4 separate regions of the Mus musculus genome follow, and all the other regions are linked to region 1. Evidence: chromatin contacts called from public HiChIP or PLAC-seq and promoter capture Hi-C data. All regions are on one chromosome and are shown on one strand. The core of a region is the stretch at or near the end of the contact, and the rest is flanking DNA. Distances in the headings are between cores, read along the strand shown.

Region 1 (2,848 bases), core at 102-2,601:
GCCTTAGAAAGAGTGGGAACTCCAGGCTGGGGAGCTGATGCACTCCCAGTAAAGTGCTTGCCACACACACACACACAGGGACCACAGTTCAATCCTCAGCACCCACATAAACATCCAGGGTGAGCAACATGAACTTTAAACCCAGTGCTGGAAACATAGAGACAGAAGGCCCCTTGGCTTGCTGATCAGGCAGCCTCATCTAATCTGTGTGCCTCAGGTCTCAGAGAAAGACCCTGTCTCACTCTGTGACTTTAGGTAAATTCCAGCATCCTCTGCCGAATTGGGTTGATAAAACTCCTGTAGGAGCGAGCGCTCTGAAGGCCTGCAGTCAGCTTAGCCGCTGTGAACTCCCAGCTTTGCCTAACTTCCCTGGAGTGTAAGCAAATACTCTCTAAAAATCAAACATCGGCCCCCGGCAATGTAGCAGGAGGACATTTTTAAGAAGCAGAGATGTTTGTTTGGTTTGGTTTTAAAAGACAGGATCTCTACGTAGCCCCAAGTGGCCTGAAACTTGCTTACAATGTAGATCAGGCTGGCCTGAAGCTTACAGAGACCCTCCCGCCCTGCCACCTGAGTGCTGGATTAAAGGCACTTACCTGCTTTTCATTTTCCTAAGCAACACTTATTTTTTTCTTCTAAGGTTGTTCCTTGCCCTCATTATAAGAGTCAGAATTCATGAAACACTTCTTTTCCCCTGGCTCCATGACTCATCAGGTGGAGGCCCTTGGCACCAAGTCGGATGACTTCAGTTCAGTCCTCCGTGCCCACACAGTGAGAGGCAAGAACCAACTCCCACACGTTGTCCTCCATCTTCCCTGCTTGATCCTGGAAACACACACATACACCCCTGAACACACACAAGCCCAAACACACACACACACAAGCGCACACACACACAGCTCTAGAGCTATCCTCCTGCCTCCGCATCCCCAGCACTGAAATTACAGGTGTATCCCAGCAGGCCCAGCTGCTCAGAATTTTTGCAGCTATAGTTGATGTGACCTGGCTTCACTCTTCTCAGTGACACAGTATGAGAAGCTGTGTCCAAAAACGGGCACACACCGTGCCACAGGCAGAAGCTTACCCAAGGCCTCCGCTCGAGCCTGGCAGAACACTCCAAGCTGTTTGCATACCTTGAATGCCATGGCAGCAAATCAAGGCCTGTCAGACACGGGGATTTATGGCAGACTATATAGAACATCGAGCTCTGGTCAGACATCTAGGAGACCCTTCCAGCAACAGGACGCCATACAAGGAAGCTTCGTCTCACAGGCTGGGACGTGGGGAGGAGTCAGAAAGGACAGTTTTGTTGCTCACCAAGAGGGAATCTCTGCCCTGATAGACATCAAGAGACAGGAGACAGAGTTTGCCATGAGAGTCAGTCTCATGGCAAGGGGTTTTTGGTAACATAACAAAGAATCAGAAACTTCAATGTACAAAAGAGCTTTTAATCAAAATGAATGGGGACTAAGGTTGGAACTTAGTGGATAGTGTAATCAATTAGAATGGAAGAAGCCCTGGGTTCAGTTCCCAGTACCACAAAAAACCAGGCATTGTGGTGGTTTGTATGTGCTTGGCTCTGGGAGTGGCACTATCAGAATGTGTGGCCCTGTGAAAGTAGGTGGGAACTTGTTAGAGCATGTGTATCACTGTGGGCAGGGGCTTTAAGACCCTTATCCTAGCTGCCTGGAAGTAAGTATTCTGCTAGCAGCCTTCAGATGAAGATGTAGACCTCTCAGTTCCTCCTGCACCATGCCTGCCTGGATGCTGCCATGTTCCCACCTTGATGAAAATGATCTGAGCCTCTGAAACTGTAAGTCAGCCCCAATTTAATGTTGTCCTTATAAAAGTTGCCTTGGTCACGGTGTCTGTTCACAGAAGTAAAACCCTAAGACAGGCATAGTGGTACACATCTGTAATGCCAGCACCTGGGAGGTACAGGCAGGAGAATCATTAGTTCAAAGTCATCTTCAGATACATTAGGAGTTTGAGGCCAGCCTGGGCTACACGAGACCTTATCTCCAGAAAAAGAAAAAACTGGATTTGAGCCATCTGTGACATTTTCAAGGTGCCTGACCCACACAGCTGTTTTACTTGACTGAGTCTTCAATACTCCTTTATTTACTGAACATAGTTCACATGTGTAATCCTGAGCAATTGGGGAGACAGTGTAAGAAAAGACAGAGATGGAAAGTTTGCTCTGTGTTAGAGATCAGCTTAGAGATGATCCTTAAAAGGTACCTCACACCTGCAATTCCAGCATTCAGGAGACAGAGGCAAGAGGATCATTACAAGTTTGGGTCCAGCCTGGGCTACACAGTGAGTTCTAGGAGGCTCACAACCATAGATAAGGCCAGCCCTCTTCGGGGCTCTGTGGGTACTGTATGTATGCATGTGATGCCGGTACATACCCACAGGCAAAACACTCACAGACATTAATTAAGAAAGGAAGAAAGAAACAAAGAAACAAAGAAGGAAACAAAAAGGAAGAAACAGCCGGGTGTGGTGGCACATGCCTTTAATCCCAGCACTTGGGAGGCAGAGGCAGGCGGATTTCTGAGTTTGAGGCCAGCCTGGTCTACAAAGTGAGTTCCAGGACAGCCAGGGCTATACAGAGAAACCCTGTCTCAAAAAAAAAAAAAAAAAAAAAAAAAAAAAAAGGAAGAAACAAAGGAAGAAAGGATCCTTCCTTACAAATCAATGAAAAATGCAAATATCTCTATTTATTTATTTTTGAGACTAGATTTCATGTAGCTAAGACTGGCCTGAACTCACTATGTAGCTAAGTCTGTCCTTGGACTATCTCTCCTCCTACCTCTACCTCTCAAGAACTGGGATTAGAGATGTG
Region 2 (2,848 bases), core at 163-2,662, 240 kb before region 1:
AGGGGGTTCCTGGCAGGGGCAGGGCACAGTTCCAGACTGTGATGGACGGCAGGGGGTTCCTGGCAGGGGCAGGGCACAGTTCCAGACTGTGATGGACGGCAGGGGGTTCCTGGCAGGGGCAGGGCACAGTTCCAGAAGGGCTTTGGGATGGACTGGAGAGATGGCTAAGTGGTCCTAAGCACTGGCTGCTCTTCCGGAGGATCTAGATTAAAATCTTAACAACCACATGGAGTCGAACAACTGTTTATAACTCCAGTTCTGGTGGATTCAATGCCTTCTGACCTCCCTGTGCATCACTTGTATGTAAAACACTCACATTTTCTTTTTCTTTTCTTTTCTTTTTTTTTTTTTTTTTTTTTTTTTGGTTTTTAAGACAGGGTTTCTCTGTGTAGCCCTGGCTGTCCTGGACCTCACTCTGTAGACCAGAAAGAAAGGAAAGAAGAAAAAAAATCTGTGTGTGAGAGGAGGGAGGAAGAGTAACAATGGGTTAAAACCTTGGGAGCCTGAGGGAGATGGTCCAGGATCAAGATGGATGCTCTGGGGCCAGGGCTATCAAGTGGAAACCAAGTTTCCCTGATCAGCCATAAGTAGAATCCCAAACCGACCAGGTGGGGACAGATGTGTGGGGATTGGAGCTGTAGTCCAGACACTCTCAAGCCTTCTGAAGCAATCTCTCTTGGTGGTGGTGGTGGTGGTGGTGGGTGTGTCTTAAGGACCCTGATGCTCAGGGCCATCCTGAAGAAGGAAGATTTCTAGGGTTACAAGGGCAGGGGTGGGGGAGGGGAGCTCTTCCTGAGTCTTTGGTGTTGATGCAGTCACCTCTGCATGGGGTCAGGAACCAGGATATCCTGGCTTCCCGCGTCACCCAGGTGGCTCCCCCTGGAATTCCTTAGATGTCACTGCCTGGGAAGTTCCCAGTGACTGACTGAGGTGACATGCCAGAGAGCATGGTCCAGAGGGGAGTGGGGGGACGGAGCTCCGAGGCTGAGATGCCAGTCTAGAGGGTGCTTTCTGACCCAGGCGTCCCGCCTCTGCCTCTAATTACCAAGCTTCCCCACGCGAGGTTTGCCCCCATTTTGTGGCTTCCAATAACTATCACGGATGAAAGGTAGCCTTCCTTGTGATTATAAAGATGACAGGTGGGTCCTGATTCCTGCCGGGTGTGGATGGAGGAGGTGTGAAAACAAGGGTGGAGCCTCCTGGGGTCTGGGTCACTGATAGACCCGGCTGCCCCCGGCCCCCGGGACTGGGGGACAGAAAAGAGGGATGCTTACTGGCAGGTTCTTTGTAAACGGGTTTGACCAGTTAGGCTCTGGTAGGGATTCCTTAGGGTGCTGAGCTGGCCCCTCCCCACAGACTGGCCACCCCCTCTACCTCCTCTGCTATAAAGCCTCTTAGGTTCTCAAGCACCTAGACTCGGAGCACCCCGCCTTGGGGGCCAGTAGACAGCCATGATGCTCACCTGGAAGCTGCTAGGCCTGCTGGTCCTTTGCCTGTGTGCAGGAGGTGAGTCGTCAGAATAGGCCAGGAGCACAGCTGGGGTGATGGAGATGGTCGAAATGACCCACCCTTAGGGAGGGGACGCCCCCAGGAGGAAAGGAGTAAGAGGAACGCAGAGCAGAAGGGATTCTTGGAGTGTCCTTAGTGGGGAAGCTCAGGGGATTGCAGGCAGGGGCACCTTGATTCTGAATATGTTGCTGGGTCAGGTGGAGGGATGCGATAGAGTTGTGTGGAGTCACCAGGCCTAGGGAGTCACTGGGACTGAGGGCTGGTTATTACAGAGATGGCGCCTGAGTGACAGGTGGGGCCAAGACCACTTCCAGTGCAGACCACCCTGGGGGAGGTTCCAGTGGAGTATCCCAACCAAGGTTGAACAGAGAACCATTTGGAAGTATGATCGTGTCAGTGGTCCGGATGAGCCTAGGGCTTTCACACCGTGTGAAGATGGCCTCAGTGTTTGGGAAATGTATGGAGAGCACTTTGGGGGTCACTCTGAGATCTGTTTTGGGGCTCAGGCTGTGCTAGTCTAAGTGAGGCTCAACCTTTGGGTATGAAGCTGGGTGGGAAGTGTTCTGCGACTGTATCTCTTATTCTCCTTCCTCCTCTACAGGCATTTCAGGCAATGGCGACCCTTCTCCCGGATCTACAGACACCCACGAAGAGGAGGACTCCCCACCATTGCCTCTGGGACCCCCAATCCCTGGTGATCCCTGGCCTGGGGCGCCTCCTTTGTTTGATGAACCTCCGCCTCCAGGCTCCAACCGTCCCTGGAGAGATCTTCCTGACAGTGGTGCCTGGCCCCCAAAGCCCCCAAGCACTGATCCCCCTAAACCTCCTCTGCCTGATGACCCCTGGCCAGCAGGAACCCAGCCCCCAGAAAACCCCTGGCCTCCTGCCCCTGAGATGGACCATGAATCTCAGGAGGAGCCAGACCTTGACCCACCCCAGGAAGAGTATAGATAGGGGACCCTAGGGAACGTGAGCCTCCACAGAGCACACCAAAGCCCACCTTTTTCATTGGCTGCCCGCTTAGAATCTCAATTTTCCCTAATCCCTTAGTTCCCTTCCTCAGTCTCTGTTTGAATTGTGTTCTATGTTGGAAGTGTCTATGCTCTGCAACCCCCCCTCCCTCCACTTTGTGGTCCCTGTTCAGTCATTATGTTGTCCCTTCGCTTCTCTTGATCAGCAGAAAGCACACTCCTACCTCACTCAGCCTGTTCTTGCTTGTCTAGACCTGGACTTCTAGGCAGAGCCTGAGCTCTGTGCTCTCTGCTGCCCCCTGGTTTTCTTAGCTGGGAACTGACAGTCGATCAGGATGGTGCTTCCAATGGAAAAATAAAAGCCACGT
Region 3 (2,848 bases), core at 175-2,674, 200 kb after region 1:
CCCTCTTCTGACTTTCAAAGGCACTGAATGTGTGCAGTACAAAGGCAAAGCACCCATACACATAAAATACTAATTTTTTGTTTGTTTGTTTTCTTTCCAGCTAGGAATGTTGGTGCACATCTGTAACACCAACATTCAATTGGCAGACTCACATGGATCTTTATGAGTTCCAGGCCAGCCTGATCTACATAGTGAGTCCCAGACTAGTCAGGCTGCATAGTGAAATCCCACCTCAAAGAACAAAACACCTTTTAATTAAAGGTATTTCTCAAGCACTACTACCTACTAATGGTCCACTACCCACTCTCTTATTTTGTTTTGTTTTCTTTTTCGAGATAGGGTGTCTCTGTGTAGCCCTGGCTGTCCTGGAACTCAGAAATCTGCCTGCCTCTGCCTTCCAAGTGCTTGGATTAAAGGCGTGCGTGCACCACCACTGCCCAGCTCACTACCCACTCCTTAAACTGCACTTTGATTAATAGAGTGACATCCTTCTGTACCCTTTTATCTGCCCAGTCTTTAGTTCTGCACCAGGCACTTGATTGACAGCAACTCTTCAGTCTTCACTTCCTTACTATTTCTTTGACACTTCTTACAAAAGTCACTGCCAGAGCCTAGTGTTCCTAAATCTATCCTGGCACACACCTTTAATCCCAGCACCTGGGAAGCAGAAGCAAGCAGATTTCTGTGCCTTGGAGGGTAGCATGGTCTACTGAGTGAGTTCTGGGACAGCTAGGGCTATGTAGAGTGATCTTGTTTTCTTCGAGGCAGGGCTTCTCTGTGTAGGCCTCGCTGTCAGGGAACTCGCCTTGTAGACCAGGCTGGCCTCGAACTCACTTAGATCCGCCTTCCTCGGCTTCCTGATGCTGGGATCAAAGGCGTGTTCCCCCAAGGCTTGGCTGAGAGAACGTCTTAAAAAAAAGAGACCTTTATACCACGCACAAAGCACATCGCATGAGTATTAAAGTAAACCTTGATCCTAGCCCTTGACATAAAGACAGCACCTAGTGCAGTCCAGCGGGACCGAGCCTTTGGAGTCCACGAAGGAGCTGTTGTTCTCTGGGAGGGAGGCAAGTGCAGTTGGGAGCGCACCACACGATTCAAGGCACGCTCCCTCACCGCGGTAGGAAAGAAGTCAACAATTCTAGTTCCTGTCCTGCCGTCCCTCCCTCGGTGACATATGGTCTTCCCGTCTCCCGTCCGCCTCTCTGGGCTCTAGGACGGCCCGGGGCACGCGGCCTCTGCCCCGGCGCACATGCGCAGGACCCACGCTCCATGGAGGCCGCCGCCGTCCCCGCCACTCCTGCCTCCTTCCCCACTCACCCGCGGGGCTCGTGCCCTCGCCGTCCCCGATCCACTCGGGCTCGGGCGGCTGTTGCTTGGGACCCTTCGGCATCGCGGCGGCAGTTAAGAGTCCTCCAGCGGCGCCCGGCGCCGTTTCCGCTTCCGGCGATGTGGGCCGGCCAGTGGGCGGGCTCTCCATGTAGGCTCCGCCCCGACCCGCGGAGGGTCTGCTGCGCAGACACGTGGGGCAAAGGGGCGTGGCGGCATTGCGGCTTTGGGGGTGTGGCCAGAGACGTCACCTACTTGACTGGAGTGGGCAGCGCGTCATGACCGTCCCAACGCCTAAGCAGCTGATGCTGCGACGCGGTGACACTCAAAGAAGGACATGGTAATTTCCAGGTAGGCAGAAGTAGACATCTGATTGTGTCATCCTAGCTGGTGTCTGGAACTCGCTGTGTAGCTGAGGTTGACCTCCAACCCAGAGAGGCGTTTGCCTTTGGCTCCGGAGTGCTGAGTTTTGTTTTGTTTTGCAGACAAGGTTCTCTGTGTAACACTGGCTGGCCTCTAACTCAGAAATCCGCCTGCCCCTGCCTCCTAAGTGCTGGGATTAATAAGGTGTGCGCCACCACTGCCTGGTAGGAGTGCTGAGGTTTGTCGACACACCCTGTTCTGAATCCTTTTTGTTGTTTAACCAGGGACTCACTGTGTAGTCTTAGGCTGCTCTGAAACTCACAATGTAGTCTTGGTTGGCCTGGAACTCCTAGAATTCCGCCTGCTTTTCTGCCTCTGGGAGAGCCAGGATTACAAGTCTGTACTATTATGCCTGACTGGCCACTTTATTTAAAACAGTACACCTCTTCAGTCATTCTTCACTACTTCTAATCCTATTTTTTTCTAATCCTACGTACTGTAAACTGTATTTAAAGACACCACAGCCAGTCGGCTTAGGAAAGTGTAACCTTACTCGCCCTTGGTTGACATGTCAATAAATATCCAGGTGTACAGATATAACCAAGGAACTCCACCCCAATAACTATTATGCAATGGAACCTGGAGTTTTGTGTGTGTGTGATAATTTTGTCCTAATTGACCTACTGTAATTGCACATAAAATGGCAAGCAATGAGCAGTTGTAAGTTTTGACAAACAAGCCCCCCCCCCCTTTTTTTTGAGACAGGGTTTCTCTGGGTAGCCCTGGCTGTCTTGGAAATCATTGTGTAGACCAGGCTGGCCATGAATTCAGAGATCTACCTGCCTCTGCCTCCCAGGAAGCATATACCTTTCAAACCACAATCAAGAGATGGCTGGCTTTAACGCTAATGACTGACAGGCATGGGGGTTTGGATGAGGGTTTCCACACCTGGGGCAGCTCCTGTCTTCAGTCATGCTCTTCTTTTCCTTATGTAGTCCAGTCTTGCCTCAAGTCCTCTAAGTAGCCAATGATACTCAATTTCCCATTTTCTTGTCTCCCTCCTGAGCTCTGAGATTACACACCTGTGTTAATGTGCCTGGTTTATTTATATGGTCCAAGAATGGAACCTAAGGCAGTGTCACACATACTAGGCAAA
Region 4 (2,848 bases), core at 155-2,654, 170 kb before region 1:
ATGTGTGTGTGTGTAAATATAATATAAATTTAAATATAATATACATGTAAATATATAAATATATATTTATGCGCATTTGCCTGAGTGTATGTGTGTGTACCACATGTATACAAGCGCCCATAAACTCGATGAAGGTGTCAGAGCCCCTGAAGGTAGAGTTTCAAGTGGTTATGGGTGACATAGGTGCTGGGAACCAAACCCAGGTCCTCTGCAAAAGCAACAAATGCTCTCAAGTGCTGAGCCATCTCTCTCTCCTTTGTTTCTTGAGGCGGTGTCTCACATAGCCCAGGCTAGCCTCACACTCTCCTTGTAGCTGAGAATGACCGTGAACTTCTGACCCTCCTGCTTCTACCTTCTAGATGGTGAGATCACAGTACCCATCACCGTCCCTACTTTATACAGTGCTGGTGACCAAACTCAGGGCTTCTTGTATGTGACGTAAGCTCTCGACTGAATTACATCTTCCTAACTCTGTAGTTTATACTTGCCTCAGACTCACAATCCTCCTGCCTCAGCCCTGAAGTGCTAGGATTACTGTGTTCAGCACACCTAACTTGTGTTTGTATTTTTTAAAAAAGATTTATTTATCTTATTTTCTGTGTGTGAATACACTATAACTGTCTTCAGACACACAAGAAAAGGGTATCGGGTCCCATTACAGATGGTTGTGAGCCATTACAATGTGGTTGCTGGGATTTGAACTCAGGACCTCTGCAAGAGCAGTCAGTGCTCCCAACACTGAGCCATCTCTTCAGCCCTTTTGTTTGTATTTTTGTGTTTTCTTTCTGACTGCCACTTCCCCTTTTCTGTGCTCTCTCCCCTTCCCCCTTTGCCCTTTCTGCCTTCTCTTCAGCCTCTCAACATTCCTTCTCCTTCCCCTTCATCTTTCCTACAGTTTCTTCTTTCTTTTCTTTCTGTCTCTCCCTGTGTCTCAGCAAAGTTCTCTCTCACACCCCAAACCCACTCCTGCCTCCTTTCTACCCCAGTTCCCAATACTCCCTCAAATGCATCCTGTGGTGGTTTGAGTAGGAAAGTCCCTCATAGGCTCTGGTATTGAACACTTTGTCTCCAGTTGGGGTCGCTGTTGGGTAGGTTTAGGAGACTGACACTGGCAGAGGAAGTGTCCCTGTGGGTGGGCTTTGTTTATGACTTTACCCTCCTAGTTTGCTCCATCTGCTCTGTGGTTTTGGTTGAGGCTCTGAGCTCTCACATAAGACCAGCACACGATCAAGATAGTAGACACCCCAGCATGAATGGGGAGAGACTCGGGAGATCTCACCCCAAACTCACTCCATCTGAGGAGCTATTGTCAGCTGCTGGCTGCTGGTGCAGGTAGATGGTTCTCCTCTGGGGGTGTGGCCAATGGTAGATCATCCATGTTCCTTTAGGCAGCTCCTGCTTACTCAGTGAGTCACTGGAAAAATAAAGAAAATGTGAAAATATGAACGGGGTGTGCTGGGGTGTGCTGGGTGGACTGGGGTGTGTGTGGGTGAAGGTGAGGGGTTGTTTTGGGGTGTGAGGCATTGTGAGAGGGATATGTTGGCACAGAGGAGCTGAAAGTGGGTATGGTCAAGGTCCAGTATATACATGTATGTAATTATTAAAGAATAAATGAAAGCTCTGGCCAGAGATGTCCTGAAATCCTCATTTTTCTTGCTTCCTTCCCATTCACGCTGGGGATCCCCTGGCTGTGTGTGTGTTTGTTTGCTGGGGCTTGGTGGAGCTTTCTGGCCTGATTCTGTCCTCCATTTTCCCCTTGTTCAGTGGTCAACCTGCTCTTGGTTTTTGCTTTTGTTTGTGTTTTGTTCCGTACTCCTTATACTGCCCTGCTGGCTGGCTTCCTGTTATGGCAGGCCTAACTCCTGACTCCTCTGTGTGGCATCCTTAGCGCTGTGTTAACCCCACCGTTTTTCCTGTGCTACGCTTTCTAGCTCCACAATCTTTCTGACCCTCGTTGGCCGCGCCCTGGCTTGTAGTTGCAGCCTGTATTCTTGGATTCTTGTTTCTTTCCCCAAATTCTTCATGGTCCACCTGTCTCCTGCCTGTGAGCAGCCCCACCTCTGAGCCAAGTTTCTAGCCTCCCTCTGGGGCAGGACAATTGAAAAGCCTTGGGCACAGCCTGCCACTCATCTGTCTATAAACCTGTCTCTTTGCCCACACGGTGACCTGCAGGTCATCCCTGGAGCCTTCCCCGCCCTGTGTGTCCCGTCTCCCCATCTTCTTGGGACCTTCTCAGGCTCCAAGCAGGCTCTTTGTACATTTAATGCAAGGATGAAGGAAGGATGGAGGTCTTAAAATAAAGGTATGGCTGAAGAGGAGAGAGCTCTGTGACGAATCAGGTAGCTGAGCAATGAATCACTGCTTCAGGATATCATTTTATAAAACCCTTTACATTGTTCTTATTTTAACGCGGTAAAATTTACAACACTGTAATGTACAGATCTTTTTTTCCCCCCCTGTGGTTTTTCGAGACAGGGTTTCTCTGTGTAGCCCTGGCTGTCCTGCTGGAACTCACTTTGTAGACCAGGCTGGCCTCGAACTCAGAAATCTGCCTGCCTCTGCCTCCCGAGTGCTGGGATTATAGGCATGTGCCACCATGCCCGGATGTTGTTTTCTTCTTCTTCTTCTTCTTCTTCTTCTTCTTCTTCTTCTTCTTCTTCTTCTTCTTCTTCTTCTTCTTCTTCTTGTACAGATCTTAAATATTCATAAATCTTATGGTTTTTAAACATTGAATTTATTTTTATTTATTTATTTTTATTTTGTTTTTTTTAAAGATTTGTTTATTTATTTTATGCATATGAGTACACCATTGCTCTCTTCAGACACACCAGAAGAGGGCATCGGATCC

The links. Promoter capture Hi-C pulls out the DNA fragments that hold promoters and counts their contacts. HiChIP or PLAC-seq counts read pairs in DNA pulled down with a chosen protein or histone mark. Capture Hi-C pulls out chosen DNA fragments and counts their contacts.
Region 2: a contact with region 1 is called in a promoter capture Hi-C map of liver, with 2.8 times the contacts expected there. The contact joins the promoter of Psors1c2 here to the promoter of 4833427F10Rik in region 1. A contact is called at or near these places in 9 of 39 promoter capture datasets (the 3T3-L1 cell line, the C10 cell line, the SN4741 cell line and 5 more), 1 of 115 datasets of contacts at active chromatin or transcription factors (pancreatic cancer cells) and 1 of 9 other capture datasets (pancreatic islet).
Region 3: a contact with region 1 is called in a promoter capture Hi-C map of adipose tissue. The contact joins the promoter of Abcf1 here to the promoter of 4833427F10Rik in region 1. A contact is called at or near these places in 1 of 39 promoter capture datasets (the HPC-7 cell line), 1 of 115 datasets of contacts at active chromatin or transcription factors (pancreatic cancer cells) and 2 of 9 other capture datasets (adipose tissue and pancreatic islet).
Region 4: a FOXA1 HiChIP or PLAC-seq map of pancreatic cancer cells shows a contact between it and region 1. The contact joins the enhancer-like site here to the promoter of 4833427F10Rik in region 1. A contact is called at or near these places in 2 of 39 promoter capture datasets (the C10 cell line and second pharyngeal arch cranial neural crest), 6 of 115 datasets of contacts at active chromatin or transcription factors (T-cell acute lymphoblastic leukemia, embryonic fibroblasts, embryonic stem cells and 3 more) and 3 of 9 other capture datasets (adipose tissue, liver and pancreatic islet).

Annotation. Positions count from the first base shown.
Region 1 is chr17:35,771,099-35,773,946 of GRCm38.p6, forward strand. 4833427F10Rik (RIKEN cDNA 4833427F10 gene) reads left to right here and starts at 1,352. Exons shown (of 3, transcript NR_045459.1): 1 at 1,352-1,813. It overlaps Gm32409 (a long non-coding RNA gene), which reads right to left. Exons shown (of 4, transcript XR_876780.2): 4 at 2,726-2,848.
Region 2 is chr17:35,531,789-35,534,636 of GRCm38.p6, forward strand. Psors1c2 (psoriasis susceptibility 1 candidate 2 (human)) reads left to right here and starts at 1,413. Exons shown (of 2, transcript NM_020576.2): 1 at 1,413-1,506; 2 at 2,111-2,848. The coding sequence starts at 1,452. The coding sequence ends at 2,463.
Region 3 is chr17:35,968,326-35,971,173 of GRCm38.p6, forward strand. Abcf1 (ATP-binding cassette, sub-family F (GCN20), member 1) reads right to left here and starts at 1,425. Exons shown (of 23, transcript NM_013854.1): 1 at 1,321-1,425. The coding sequence starts at 1,393. Gm32655 (a long non-coding RNA gene) reads left to right here and starts at 1,460. Exons shown (of 2, transcript XR_385568.4): 1 at 1,460-1,680.
Region 4 is chr17:35,596,182-35,599,029 of GRCm38.p6, forward strand. No RefSeq gene overlaps it. Among named protein-coding and RNA genes, the nearest start is that of Gm41577, 9.0 kb to the left of the region's middle. Within about 2 kb of position 1,405, at least 12 of the 459 cell types and tissues checked have an H3K27ac peak or open chromatin away from gene starts, as enhancers often do. A contact at or near this core is called in pancreatic cancer cells, where this site is marked.